Regions from separate parts of the Mus musculus genome. Here region 2 is linked to region 1. Evidence: chromatin contacts called from public Hi-C data. All regions are on one chromosome and are shown on one strand. The core of a region is the stretch at or near the end of the contact, and the rest is flanking DNA. Distances in the headings are between cores, read along the strand shown.

Region 1 (7,210 bases), core at 2,696-5,195:
GGGAGGGAGGAAGGGAGGGAGGGAGGGAGGAAGGGAGGGAGGGAGGGAGGGAGGGAGGGAGGGAGGGAGGGAGAGAGAGAGAGAGAGAGAGAGAGAGAGAAAACAGGGATAACTGAAGATGAGCTCTTTCCTCCTCCGCACCTCATGCAGTAAAGGAAGGAAGACTTGAGCGCAAAGGCAAAGTTGGACACCTCAACCCTGAGGAAGAAGAAAAGTGACCGTGGGACGATAAGGATGCTTTGGTGTTAAAAACAAAGATTCTAACCAAAGGCCAGACGCTCATCAAGGTGATCCTGAGCTGAGGGCCAAGTTCCCAAAAGACACGTGAGACAGTGGGGAAATTGATGATGGTGGCAGCTAAATAAAAGTACAGGCCACAGCCCTCAGATTGTGACATGAAAGTCTTTCTACTCAGAGTGTGGCAAGTGGACACTGAACCACTGGAGATGAGAAGAAATGGTTTGAATCTGCAAGTGAGCCCACAGATACCTCGAGAAGACCTTGTCCATTTTTTAAATCCAATTAACAATTCCACTCCAAGCCCCACTCCACGGGGAGGTGGGGGTGACAGCCTGTTAGAAGAATGTATTCCAAATATATACACTTCAGCTTTCACACAGCAGAGATGCTGGCTACCCCAGCCACAGCCACGCTTCGTCACCAGACACGGGTATTCAAAACTGCCTTCTGAGAAAAGCGCAACACTTAAGACAAACATTTATGCACTAAGCTTGGTGGCTCACATCTGCAATCCCAGCTCCCACATAGTGGAAGCCGGAGGATTTTAAGTTCAAAGGCAGCCCAGACTCTGCCTCCTCAGAAGATAAAATGAGGAACTGGGGCCTCTGGGTAGAACTGGACTGAGGTCACCTGTGTCTGAATCTCAACTGACACAGACGACACAGACTTGGGCAGCTGCCCTGTAGTGTGTCCGTTCAGTGGCAAGAGCCACTGGGGACTCTGTAGTCAGTTCAATCAGCTGCACACAACTCTTTTCAGAACGGGCATCATTGTAATAAGCAAGCAAAAAGAGTCACATGCGCTTAAAGTTCTGTTATGTGCACTGGTGTTCTAACAGCTAACGCAAAGGGTAGATTTGGACCAAAGACTCACCTGGTGACTGGCTGAGCAAACAGGAGCTAATGGGCGTGTCCCATGGGCTGCTCAGCCCAGAAGGGAGGCCATTATCATTTTTCTTTTTTCTCTTTTTCCGAGACAGGGTTTCTCTGTGTAACCCTGGCTGTCCTAGAACTCTCTGTGGACCACACTGGCCTCAAACTTACAGAAATCTGCCTGCTTCTGCCTCCCCAGAGCTAGGAATAACGGTGTGTGCCGCTACTGCCCAGTTTTCACAACTCTTATTATTTTTATTTGGGGTGTGTGTGTGTGTGTGTGTGTGTTCAGAGGTTCCTGAACTTGTGCCTTCATAAGCCGTCCATCCGTTATAATATTAAAGACAGTATTTTATGACTATGTCAATATAAAGATGAATCAAATGTTCTGAAATAATACACTATAGCAGTAGGTCCCCCTTCCTTGGAATCAACCAAGGGCAGACTGAAATTATTTTTAAAGCTTGTGTCAATATTGAACACGCATATGCTTTTTTTCTCGTTATTGCCCAGACAAAACACTTAAGCATGCATTTCCATAGCACTTGCATCACAGTAGGTGTCTCAAGTGACCCAGAGATTATTTGAAGCACACGGGAGGGTGTGTAGAGATAACATGCAAATCCTGCATCATTTTCACAGAGGGTACAAGGGCATCCAAGGAGCTGGGCATCCCAGGGAACCCTAAAGCAGTCTTCTAAAGACATCAAGTGTAACATGTATTTCTAAGTCTCTAGATCTATTGTGGTGACAGGGGCCACGTTTACAGTTTCTATCATCTCGATTCATTTTCTGTTGCTATTGCAAAACACTGCAGGAGGCTGGGAAACCCAAGAGCATGGTGCTGTCTTGGCTGGGGAAGTCATGGGGGAGCTTCATGCTGCTTCCTAAGCAAGCATACTCCAGGGGGATCTAGAAACTGGGCCAAGTCACTCTCTTGGTTAGGAATCTCCTCTTACTGTAACTAAGCCTTCCCTTTGAAGGCACTGTCATTCGATCGATTTGTGACGGCTCTGCTCCAATAACAGAATCATCTCTTGATGGCCCTGCCTTTCCATACTGTTCCAGGGACAACTGACTTCCAACATGTGCTCTGGAGGAGACCTCTGCGCCCCGTCACCTGTGGCTAAGTCAGTGTCAGCCAGCGTGTGTTAAATGTATGTCCACTGAGAGAATGACCAGAGAACACGGCTTACAGTTAGCTCAGCAATGCTGCTTCCTACCGCTGCTGTTTGGGAATGACTTTCCGCTTAAAATATTTTTCAGAGGCAACCAATTAATAAACTCTCGACAAAAACACAGACATCCACTTAATCCCAAGCCAGCTATTGAAGCACAGAACTATAAACAAAACTAAACCCAAGAGCTCTGTTAGAAAGCTGTCAAACTGGCAAAACAAATATTTTTCAATAACATCACAGACTGCTATAATATTGAACAAATACAGCACACCTTCTAAATGATGAAATCCAAATATTTTCTTTTAAAAATTCTGACATTCCAAAAGAGGCTGTTCATAAGGCGGGGACTTTGAACGTGTGGGCTGGTGCTTGGACTGTATTGTACCTGAGCAGAGCTAAGGAACCTATATACGTATTTCATAAATAGAAAATTGGCTGATTAAATGTGAGGCATGGATAAATAGGACTGAACATAATGCACTGAAACACAGCCATCTTAGAGGAACGATTTATCTGTGCACGGAGCTGTTTCTTCCAACAGTTCAATGCTTACTATTTAATATCAGCATAAAGTACAGAAGGCAGCTCTTTAGTTCCTAGCAAGGTGAAACTGGTGGCCAAGTGTTTTGCTTTGGGACGCAACCAGACTGACAACCGTGGCCTTAAAATGTAGATGGCCTGTCCGAGTGTTTTCCCGAGCTTCCAAACGCAGTGAACGGTGTTCATCAAGAGGCATCTTTGTATTGTCTGGGTAGAGCTGTGTGCAAATTAGTTCCTAGGTCATAATTCACCCTCACTCTTCTGAAGGGAAATTATACATATGAAGTCATGTTAGTATTTATGGGATAGGCATTTACCAGAAAGCTCTCAAAGGCTGCATAATGAAATAGCATTAAAGCCCCCTAAATTAATTAACCATAATACTGGAATAGATTCCACTAATGGTTCTACTTCCCAGACACCACTCTCCTTTTAATATTTCTTAAAGGAAAACAATCACATTTTTCATCCCCTTTTACTGACATTTAGCCACCAGGAGCAGAAACCTGTCCACACCCCTGGGACAGCAGGAGGGTGAGGTCACCGACTGGTCACACTCTCTAGTTTCTCTCCTCTCCAAGGGCATCGGCTGCTCCAGCAGCTGACACATCCTGCTGTCCTTGGAAACAGGAAACCAGCCTAGAGTTTCTTTCGGGCTATCTCCAGCATTGCATTAGCAGATTGTCAGGCTTCCCAGACCCTTGTAAATACCTTTCACTGATGGAGTGGGTGAAGGCTCCCAGGGACTGGTGAACAGGGAAGGGTATTTGTGATTGGCAGGGGAAGGACCTGGCTCAGCTGCTGGCCATCGTGGGATGGCTCTGGAGATGAAAGAAGCAAAAGACAAAGAGGAAACACAAGGCCATTTGGTCCATCTCACACAGATGAGCAGACTGATGTCTGCTCCTAGAACAGCCCAGGCCTCTTGGGAGGTCAATGCTGCCCAGGCGAAGGCCCAGCAAAGGGAAGTTCAGATGATCCATGCAGTAGACCCACAAATTGAAGCGATTCAACCAGCTGTCCATCAAAGCAGCAAGTCATCTTCCCACATGCCCAGCTTGGGTCACTATCTCACTGGCTAGCAGTGCCAGCAGAGGGCAGCCAGAGAAAGGAGAGGAGTCCTGTTGTAGACAGAGCTACCGTCTTCTGGACAAGTTGTGGCAAATACTCTGGGTTACTCACAGTAACAGCGGACTTCCTGTTCTTCAGTCACACACCCACCTCATCTGCATTTGTCTTTGTAGTTCTCTGGGTCATCTCTCCCAAAGAATGAATAAGTTGGTCTATGAAGGGGTGGATGGGGTGGGAGCTACAAAGTCATCCATGCTAACTCTTGACAACCTAGGGAAGAGTGGCTTTTTGTGTGCTAAAGCTGCTGGTGGTGTTTGTAAATACAAGCACAGACCCTTAAGTCGTGCTTGATTTTAAAAAAATAAGTAAAACTGGATGTGGGGAAGCTAGAGAGATGGCTCAGCAGTTAATAGCATTTGCTGTTCTTGCTAAAGACCTGGGTTCACTCTCCACCTCCCACTTGTTTGTAGCTTCAGTTCCAGGGTATCCACCATCTCCATGGGCCCCAGGCACACACGTGGCCCACAGCAGACATACCTGAAGGCAAAACGCTTATATACTTATACTCATACTGTGGCGTGTGCCCCCACAAGCATGTCGTGTGCACATGATAGTAATTTTTTTAATTCAAGGGAAATGTTGAAAATGTACAGAGTTTTTTCTTGTCAAAATTCTCTGAAGAGCACATAATAATATGTGTATAATGTTGCATCCTATTGAGTGTAGTAGTTATAAAAGTCAATGGAAACTTACAGGAAGGTGGAGGGTTACTGCAAACGTGCACCGTCTTACACCAGGGACTTGAGAAATGTCAAATCTTATACCCTCTGGTGGGAGGGAAGTCCTGGAACCAATTTCCAGGGTACTCCAAGAGACTGCTGTGCAGTGGAAATGGCTTATCAATGCAGAGTAAGGCTCACTGAAGGCGCAGATGTAATTTTTAAAAATCCGAACAGACTGCGGTGACAGGCTCACAGAGAGGACCTGTATGTGTCCTGCTGTACTTTGGTGGGCATAAGAAAAGTCTCATTGGCTCTTAGTCCCAGGCCTTTGTGGCAATCAGCTCGAGTGGAGGAGATGGGGAATTCAGGATTGGTTGGCATTCTAAGAGGAAAAACTATTCGGTATCTTTCCATGTCACTCACTAAGATCTGTGTGACACTGTCATGAGCAATCCACTACCCAGAGGTCTTCATCAGATAAACAGGACTTTGAGATTCACGGCCAAGGAATGTAGGCTGGAGAGGCACTCCCAGCGCCAGCTGCTACCTGCACAGCCAAGTGCTGTGGCTGGCGAGGGACCAAGGAGGCATGCTGCAACTGGGAGCCCCAACAACCAGCCACAACCCCCGCAGGTCTTAATCCCGAAATGAAAAGTAATTGCTCTTGGCTTAAAGAAGAAAGGAAAACACCATCCTTAGCTGGATTGTGTATCATTGGTTCCCCCATCCGCCCCCCACTCCTGCCTCCCAAACTGTGCTGAACACCAGATTCTGAAAACCTGCTTGACATTTGAAAATGAGAGAAAATAAGTGTTTTCTGTCAATGTTATTTAAATCTACCCAGGAACACTAACACAGGAGAATATTTGACTGCAGATGTTTTGATTAATATGATTAAGTAGATGGGTTTCTGCCTTTAGCTCTAAGGAACAGTACTTTAATGGTAACTTACCTGAAACTAATTGTAGAAGACCTGGGTGGAAAAAACAGCCCTTTGGTTTATATTTTGAAGCTGAGGTTTGATTTTCCTGCAGAAAAGTCTGGGCCAAGGCTGCCCGAACTGGCTTTTAGTACAGATGGAATTATAACTGAAAAATTTGGAGGAAAGGGGAGGGGAAGCCGTCGTGTTAATATATTCCTGTAGTGGAATTGTCTTCTCAGCAGGAAAAAAAAAAGAAAGAGAGAAAACTCATAAAAATTCATAAAGGAACAGCTGCAAGTTTAAATTATTGTCACGGGGAACTGAAGATAGTTCTAACCTGCAATCGAATAAGTAATATTTCTATTTGTATTTGTTTGCCTTTGCCCAGGGTTCTGTATACACTCTCCATTCTTCCTTAAGGTTCAGGGAACACGGACACTGAGCAAAAACACCAAGAGCAAGAATAAAAAAAACAAATCTCACCTTTCAGGTTCCAGGTTCCAAGTTCTAAATGATGTGTGTTAATTTAGATAGTCTTCAATGGACTCCTAATGACACAGAACTAATTAAAAGAATTCTCACCCCTGGAACCAAGGCTGCTGGGTTTCCTCTTCAGTTGAGCCAAATCAGACTCTTTATACAGACAGCAATTTCGTGTGGATTAATTCAATACTACAGGCCCCCGCAGGAGTCTCAGCAATCAATTCCACCCAGCCAGAAAGCAAGCCCAGGTTCTCATTCCGCAAGGATTATCGTGGCCTTCTTCAGGTGCGGATGTTCACAGAGAAGAACCAAGCCTCTTTACAGGCACTGCTCTCCGCTTGTGTTTTCTGCCTGACTAACTCAAACCAGAAAATTAAGGTGGATGTTGCTGCAGCAGAAGTGTTTTGGGCACCACCAGGATGGTTCAACCCAAGAGAACAGAACTGGGGGACTAACGACAGTAGCAACATCTCCACAGTGCGGGGCAGCGAGCAGGTGGAAAGCCAGGCACAGACCAACACCTTCATACACAACTGTCAGAAACACGAGGCCTCAGTGAAATAGAAAATGTCACACAGCCCAGGAGGTGATGAAACAGCCACAAGCAGTGCTGAGGCGGCACTGAACGACCAGGAGCCTGGCTCTCTGCGGGCGTGGAACACTCAGCCAGTGACGCCCGAGTTAACAGCTCACAGACCTTGAGAAGTAAATTTCTTCCTGCCACATATTTGTTCATTTATACTAAGTGAATGTGTGTGTGCTGTGTGTGTGTGTGTGTGTGTGTGTGTGTGTGTGTGTGTGTGTGTGTGTGCGGTGCCCACAGAGGGCAGAAGCGGCCGGCTGTCAGATGCCCTGGAATGGGAGTTACAGGCAGCTGTGAGCCTGCGGTGTGCAGTGCTGGGAACTAAACTCAGGTCCTGGACAAGGGCAGCAAACCCGCTCAGTTGAGCCAGCTCCAACCCTTGCTCTGGGTGCTCTCTATTGCATTGTATTTATTTACTGGGGGGGAGGGGGGGTCACATGACAACTCGAAGGAGTCTGTTATGATTGCAGGGGTGTTGTGATTGCAGATGCGAGCCAATCATGTGGGTCCCAGGGACTGAACCCAGGTTGTCAGACTTGGCAGTAAGTGCCCTTCCTTGCTGAGCCAGAGATTTTGAATAAAAATTCATCGTTAGT
Region 2 (7,062 bases), core at 3,865-6,364, 100 kb before region 1:
AGTGCTGGGGAAGCCACTAGAGAAGCTTATGCCATGCCATTAGGGTGTCGGGGCACCGTTGGCTGGGAACCTGCTGATGCATCAAAGCCACACTATGTCATCCTTGACAACAAGCGAGAGACCACGTTTTCATTTCCTTATGCCACTTTGACATTCTTTGATGATCAGCACATTTGCGGCCACTTGGTCTAGAACATTTGGCTACGTTTACGTCAATGCTTTTGTCAGTGCCACGGTTTCCTATACGGTTTCTCGTGTAATCCACATCTTTGAGTGGATGCCAGCTTAATTTTGTCAGACTACAGACTTTTCTTTCCAAAGCCCGTGCTCTGGAAGTTGAAACTTTAGTGGGAAAGATACAGTGATGATATAATGGGATTATTTTGTGATGTCTGCAACAGTGGTTGGCATTAGGATGCCTATTTTACACTTGAGGTAAACTGAGGCTGAGGGAGATTGACTGACACTTGAGTCAAGTCCTGTGAGCCTATTTCCATTGTACATTCCCCGCTCTGTGAGACTGATTCCCTAGAATCAGTATAGCCCATGTTAGCATTCGAACAGAGAATCTCTTGAACTCTGTACACTTAAGTGAATTTAGTATTATGAGATCATATGCCAAGGGGTTTTAGACTCTGTTATGGTTTTCATACCAGAGATAGATGGGGGTTTCTGTATTTTTGAGCTGTAGGATATTAGGTTACAGAGTGATTAAGAGCATTAAGTAACACAAGTGGAATGTACAAACCACACCAAGAACACTGACTGAGGACAATCCAGTATTAACCACCACCCTTCAATCTTCAGATGCCTTGGATTTGTTCAGTGGTTGACTTCCACATATGTTCATTAAACTACTAAAACCAAAATTATTAAAACAAAAGATCAAAGGGAGGTTTAACTCAGAATCCATTTCTAATTGAAGCCATTCTGAAATCCTCTTCAATCTTCTACTTTCCGGAGGAAATCAGTAATGATAATTGCAAACACATATCTCATCTTCCTATACTTCCTATATGCTGGGCATCCTAAGAAGAGCATGTACTTAATTCAGAAGGTGCCAACAATCTGACTAAGCATGTCTGAGCATTGCTCCTGTTTCACTGGGGAGGAAACAGAGCAGGGCAGACAGCCTGACAATGTCACAAATCAAATAAGCAAGAGAGTTCAGATAGAAACTTCTAGGGTGATCTGAAGCTTGTGTCACTAACAAAAAGTGATCAGGACATTGACTCCTATGCAGCCACACAAAACCAAGTGTCAAGGATGGTGAGGTCCTAAGCACACTCAGAAACGGGGCGTCTTTACTATTGTTTATTTGCATAAGAATGTGGACTCAGGCATTTTGAAGTCCAGTTGACAGAGGTTAAAATCTGAGTAGGTTTCTAAAGATCCTGAATTTTGATTTTTGCCTAGCTAAACACTGTGCCAACTAAGTCTAGTAAATCTGGTAAAGTTGGGGGAGCTACTTCTTCAGTTATCAAATTGTGTGTAGTTATTTGTGCAAAAAGTTTTTAAGTAAGCGATCAACTGTGTGTTTTCAATACAATGAAGTTATGAAAGAAAATGAACACACAGATGTGCGCCAAAACAAGATACTGTAGATATCTCTAAGACAGTAGGGTAAGTTTCAAAATGACAAGAAGGGTCTTTGTCACACTGGGAAGAGGCTGCTGCCTTTTGTATCTTTAAACATCCTGTGTAAACTTTTCCTTTTAGATGGAAAAGACCACTCACTGCATGGCACAGGCCTACCACCCCCACAAGTATACACTGCACAGAACAAGAAGATATTTCGAGGATGTAATTCAGTTGACCAAATAGTTGACTTAAGTTAATCAAGAGGGAGATTAGCCTGAGTGACCCTGACCTAATCTGGGGCTCTTCAAAGAGCTTTTCACGACTAGAGAGAAGTCCGGAAAATGTTGTGATGGTCTCTTCTAAAAAAAACAAGAAGCTATTTTTAGTTACCCTACCATTGCTGGGATCCCCGACAGAAGTAACTTAAGGAGGAAGGGTTTGTTTTGCCTCGAAGTTAATTCACTCTAGATAGAACCTAGCACATGGAACAATGTGGCCATGGTTAAGTAGGTCTCCCCACCTTTACAGGCTCAGAGGGTCCTTTCCATAGTTATTCTAAATCTCAAGGTCGACCAGATGGACCGTCATCTCACAGCTGTAGTGAGACCACCCATGGAAGAAGGGTCTAAGGTGGCCTCTAGGAAGAGAAAACAATTGCTGGCTAATAGCCTACCAAAACAAAAAGAAAAAGAAACCCACCCAAAACAAACATCCAAACCAGGTTGTTAGTCTTACAACCACAAGAAACTAAATGCCATTTGTTGGCAGTCTGAATCAGTTCAGAAGAGGATCAATCTCTTGATCAGAAAGAATATTGCCTTGATAACCCTTCGACTGTGGCTTATGTTACCTTGAACAAAACCCTCAAGATATACCATGTTCAAACCTGTGACCTGCAAAAATTGAGAAAACAGACACACAGGCCCATGCTTAGGTTGTTTAGCTACATAGCAATAAAAACGGGGACCCAGGGAACTCCAAGTTTAAAAAGGTTTTAGTTAAGCCTGTGTTTGCAAAGTTCCTTGGTTAGAAGCAAAAAGAAAATGATATGATTATTTCCAACTTGTTTCCTTAGAATATGGTTCACCATTTGTAAGACTTTCCTAATAGATTCTCATGAATACCATTTTAAATGCCCAGGGTGAAGGCTCTGGCAGGCTTTGCCCCCCCCCCCCCCTTCCCACAAGGTCTATTCCTTTATTTGGCTACTTCCTTTTCCTAAGACTAACTACCAAGGTCCAGCTATCAAAGTACTAAAGTCAAGCAATCAAAAGTCTCTTTTGGGTCACCTAATTAACATGTCCAATTAAAATTTAATACTCCACCCTAATGTGTGGGGTAGGCGAAGGGTGGGTTCCCCTTTTATGTTTAAAAAACTACCATGTTCCTATTTGCCACAGCTGTCTCTTCACTATCCAGGGGCAGTCCTTTGTCTCTTTTGCAGACTCTCCCTTGTTCCCTTCCTCTTCTCCCCCCATCCTCTATCACCTGTCTTTGTCTCTTATTCCCTGCCCTCTGTCCTTCCAGGGCAAATAAATCTCCCTTGTGCTGAAACTTGGTCTTGGTGGTCCTGAGCTGATAGTGATTTCTTCCCAGGGGTCCTAGACACACAAAAAAACCTTCTTAATCTACAATTCATTGAATACAGTCAAATTTGAAAAAATGCCTAAAATAAGTATATAGCTAACAGATACCCAAAGAAATGAAAGTAACAAAAGTGTGTGTGTGTTATATGTGTGTGTATCTCCAAAGCAGTACCTTGGGAATCTATTTTAACCCATTTAGTTACGTAAATAATGAATGTTTATTGAGAGCTAGACATCATGATAGGTTGTGATCAGTGGTCATAAAAAAAATAGGTATGGCAAGCCCTCCAAGGTTCAGAGAACTCAGAATGTCAGAGGTGGGGATGGGCGGGGTCCTGTGAGAAGCTGACTTCTGAACATGGCATGACTGTTGTGTTCATGAACTCACAGCAGCTGTGATGCCTGCTCCAAGTTTGGCCCCTCAGCATTCCAGCACAGATGGGGGTCTCTTGAGGCCATATCCCTCAAGAGAGCTATTGGCAGCTAATCGTTGCTGAGGGCAAGAGAGCCATTTTCTTCAGTGCTATGGACACTCTCAAGTTGCACATGGCAGTAACAAATTCCCTATCCATGCTCACGAAAGCCACCCTAATCAAGTTCTGTGAGTGACAAGTGAGACAGAAAGAAGGCATGAAAGTGGGTGCACAACCTGAGGGGGAGGAAGATTCAGTGGGGCGAGAGAGGGCGATGGGCAGAAGATGGCCAAGTTACATCGTAAGCATGTGCGGAGTTGTTAATAATCCTTTCCACTAATATATTTATTTATTCACTTTACATCCCTGCTTCTCTGAGTCCCCTCCCTCCACAAGCCCTTCTCCTCTGAGAAGGGAGACATCCTCCTGGGTACAAATCCACCCTGGCACACCAGGTCGCTGTAGGACTAGGCACATCCCCTCCCACTGAAGAAAGCCCAGTGAGGAGAACAGGATCCACAGGCAGGCAACAGAGTCAGGGATAGCCCCTGCTCCAATTGTTGGGAGACCCACATGAAGACCAAGCTGCACTTCTGGTACATATGTGTAGGGTAGAGGGGGGCTAGATCTAGTCCACATATGCTATTTGGTTGCTGATTCAGTTTCTAGGAGCCCCCAAGGGTCTAGGTTAATAATTTTTAATTTAGTAAAAATAGATATGGCCCCTGTCTCAGTCATAGAAATGTTTGTGTGTGTATATATATATATACATATATATATATACATATTTGTATATACATGTGTTATGCATATAGTGCCTCTGTGGTTATAAAACTCAAACCATGTAAGTCATATATAGTTTGTTATAATATCACGTGTGGGACACTTCCTGTTTGAGAAACAAGGCAAGCACATTATTTAGACAAGGGCTCTTTGAGGAGGTGACATTTAAGTTCAATCAAAATGTCTACACTAGTTATTAGCCTTGCTGGAAAGCTACCTATGCTTAGAAACAAAAGGAGCTTCTTAGATGGTCTCCTGATTCTAAGCAGCTGACCCAAGTCTCCAAAAAACGAATGAATGAATTATTGTTTTAGAAAAGTGGCCTGTATAACTGGAAACATTTAATCCCTGAACGTTTCAAGTTATCAGAGTTGAATAAATGGCATTTCATCTTCTGATTAGTCTGGGAACGTCTCATATTTATAGAATGGCCAATATGTACAACTGTTATATAAACAGCTCACTTTCCCTCTTACTGAATCCTTATAAAAATAACCATTTCATGAATAAGATCTCTAAAAAAACGTTTCCCACAGACTGAGATATCTGTTGCATCTTTCCTCCACAGAGTTCTTGGATTTCTAAACTTACTGATTTATTTCTAGTGACAAGCACTAAAAATCAACCAGGATATTCTGCATCTTTGTACCTATATTTGTAATATGAGTGGGCCAGAGGTTAAGATGAGGTCATTTCCTGTTCTAGATTCTAAGAGTTGTACTCTCAAAACTGCTTTTGGCAGCCGCTAGTGTGTGATCGCGTTTTTCCTCCCACGGAGTTTACTGAAAACACCCCAGATGGTTGGTTATTCATGAGGCGAGTATTCTGGTATTCAAGCAAATTCAATCAGAAGCAAGAGGCTGGGTCCAAGGATGGAGGAAAGATGGGATTAAAACCAAAAGAGAATTTTAAAATTCCAGCAGAATGGATGCCCTTAGAGGTGAACAGGCGATCTCTGCTGAACAAATTAGACAGAAAAGAAGGTGTGTGAATGCTCACCTAACATTAATAATTGATAATTACATTTAATTTTGGGGTTGACTGTCACCGTGCCTTTATGCCTGTGAGCCACTGATGAATCCATGAGAAGATAATGGATTCCTGTCACCTGCCAAGCTCTGTGTGTTCTCATGTGTGTTCTCACACATCATACAGATCTCATCGGTGATGGGCTCATGCCTCACCCACTTCTCAGGACCAACCCTCCCGAGAATGGAGGGTTTACATAGCCAGTTCTCGGACACCCAGGATCAAACGATCTTTTCTGCTCAGTCCTCCTTTGGGTGACAATCCTGGGTTCTTTCCCCTGGGAATTCTGCACTAATAAAGCCCAGTTCCTTCTCAAATGGAAAGTCCTGCTTTGTGCTCTCCTGGGGGAATGGAGCCTTTGTCCTTTGGCACAACTGCAGAATGGCTTCTTTGTCATTATGTCATCTCCTCAGCTTAGACTCCAGAGCAATCAGAACAGAGGAACCTATCCATCAACAGTCAACAACCTGGGCTCTATAATGATTTTAGTAGGACAGGTACTCTCCATCACCAATTACATGGGAAATCTTATTAAGCTCGGTTTCTAAGTGCCAACCATTGTTTAAAGTGATCTGACACTGCATGTGCCGTTCAGTCACCACCACGTCCCTACAGCTACCTCCCAGGAACAAGTCAATGATGTTAGTTTCACCTCTTTTCCAAGTGGCTCAGTTCTGATCGGGAACGGGAAATCTGTTGTGCCGTTCCCATAGCCGTAGGAAGGAACAAACCCCCTCACCCTCCTTTGGATATTGGGTATGGATGTGGTGCCTGAAACTGGTGCAGCCACCAAGCGGCAACTGGGTATGGAGATGGAGAGAGTCTGCAGCCTCTGACATTGCTGAAGGGATGGATCTAGCAGCCTGGGACTTTATATGAGAGTGTTTATTTCCTAAGCAATTTGATTTGCATTTTTCCATTAAACGCAAGAAACCCATTCACTTATATGATAAATATTGATCATCCAAAGAAAATATCCAAAGAGTTAGTAACAGATCACCATATAACTAAGGGTACTAACTTTGGGGATAGAAACAATTGCCAACAAGAGACATCGTTCTTTCTGTAGGTATGGGGGAAAGCCTTGATGTCACTCAGACTATATACTATGTAAGATGTAACTTTTCAACTGATAACATCTGCTCTGGTAGCTGATACGAGTGTTGATCAAATGATACTTCCAACAACCCTCATATTAAGACCAACCTGCTTATAGGAAACAGCTCACAAACAGCAATCTGTAAAGTTAAATGAGCCATGGGAAGGGCTCCACTGTCTCAGTTCTGTAGATGAAGCCTAACCGTTACAGTTCTGCATGTCAGAGTGTCCAGCTGAGATTCTAGCACTCGCCTGTGCATCGGGGCACAGATCTGCAGGACCTGGGGCTTCAAAGAAGTGTAGACAGAAGCACAGAAGGTAAGCCACTGGGGCCAGAGTGCACGAGGTGACAAAACCAGTGATAACACAGATACTCCTGCACTGTCTGGAGCAACGACGACGAAGTTCCAGAGATTCCAAAGGCTCTCCCTAAAGATGTCACCCTGAGACTATCCCCTGGAAGAACATTCAAAGTGACAATCAGTTTCCCACTTGACAAGCAAAGAGAACTCCATTGGTCTTGACACTTCTCCTGACAGATACCATTTACATCCACCATTTACATCCACGTG

What was found. A called contact is a pair of places that touch in the nucleus more often than the background predicts.
Region 2: a Hi-C map of the C2C12 cell line shows a contact between it and region 1, with 2.3 times the contacts expected there. The contact joins two enhancer-like sites. A contact is called at or near these places in 1 of 15 datasets of contacts at CTCF or cohesin (the NIH/3T3 cell line), 5 of 484 Hi-C or Micro-C datasets (the C2C12 cell line, the HL-1 cell line, embryonic stem cells and 2 more) and 1 of 115 datasets of contacts at active chromatin or transcription factors (embryonic fibroblasts).

What each region holds. Positions count from the first base shown.
Region 1 is chr3:145,726,491-145,733,700 of GRCm38.p6, reverse strand. No RefSeq gene overlaps it. Among named protein-coding and RNA genes, the nearest start is that of Ddah1, 29 kb to the left of the region's middle. Within about 2 kb of position 3,945, at least 82 of the 459 cell types and tissues checked have an H3K27ac peak or open chromatin away from gene starts, as enhancers often do. A contact at or near this core is called in the C2C12 cell line, the HL-1 cell line, the NIH/3T3 cell line and 1 more, where this site is marked.
Region 2 is chr3:145,832,178-145,839,239 of GRCm38.p6, reverse strand. The region is part of intron 1 of Ddah1 (dimethylarginine dimethylaminohydrolase 1); the gene reads right to left. Among named protein-coding and RNA genes, the nearest start is that of Gm35187, 55 kb to the left of the region's middle. Within about 2 kb of position 5,114, at least 40 of the 459 cell types and tissues checked have an H3K27ac peak or open chromatin away from gene starts, as enhancers often do. A contact at or near this core is called in the C2C12 cell line, the HL-1 cell line, the NIH/3T3 cell line and 1 more, where this site is marked.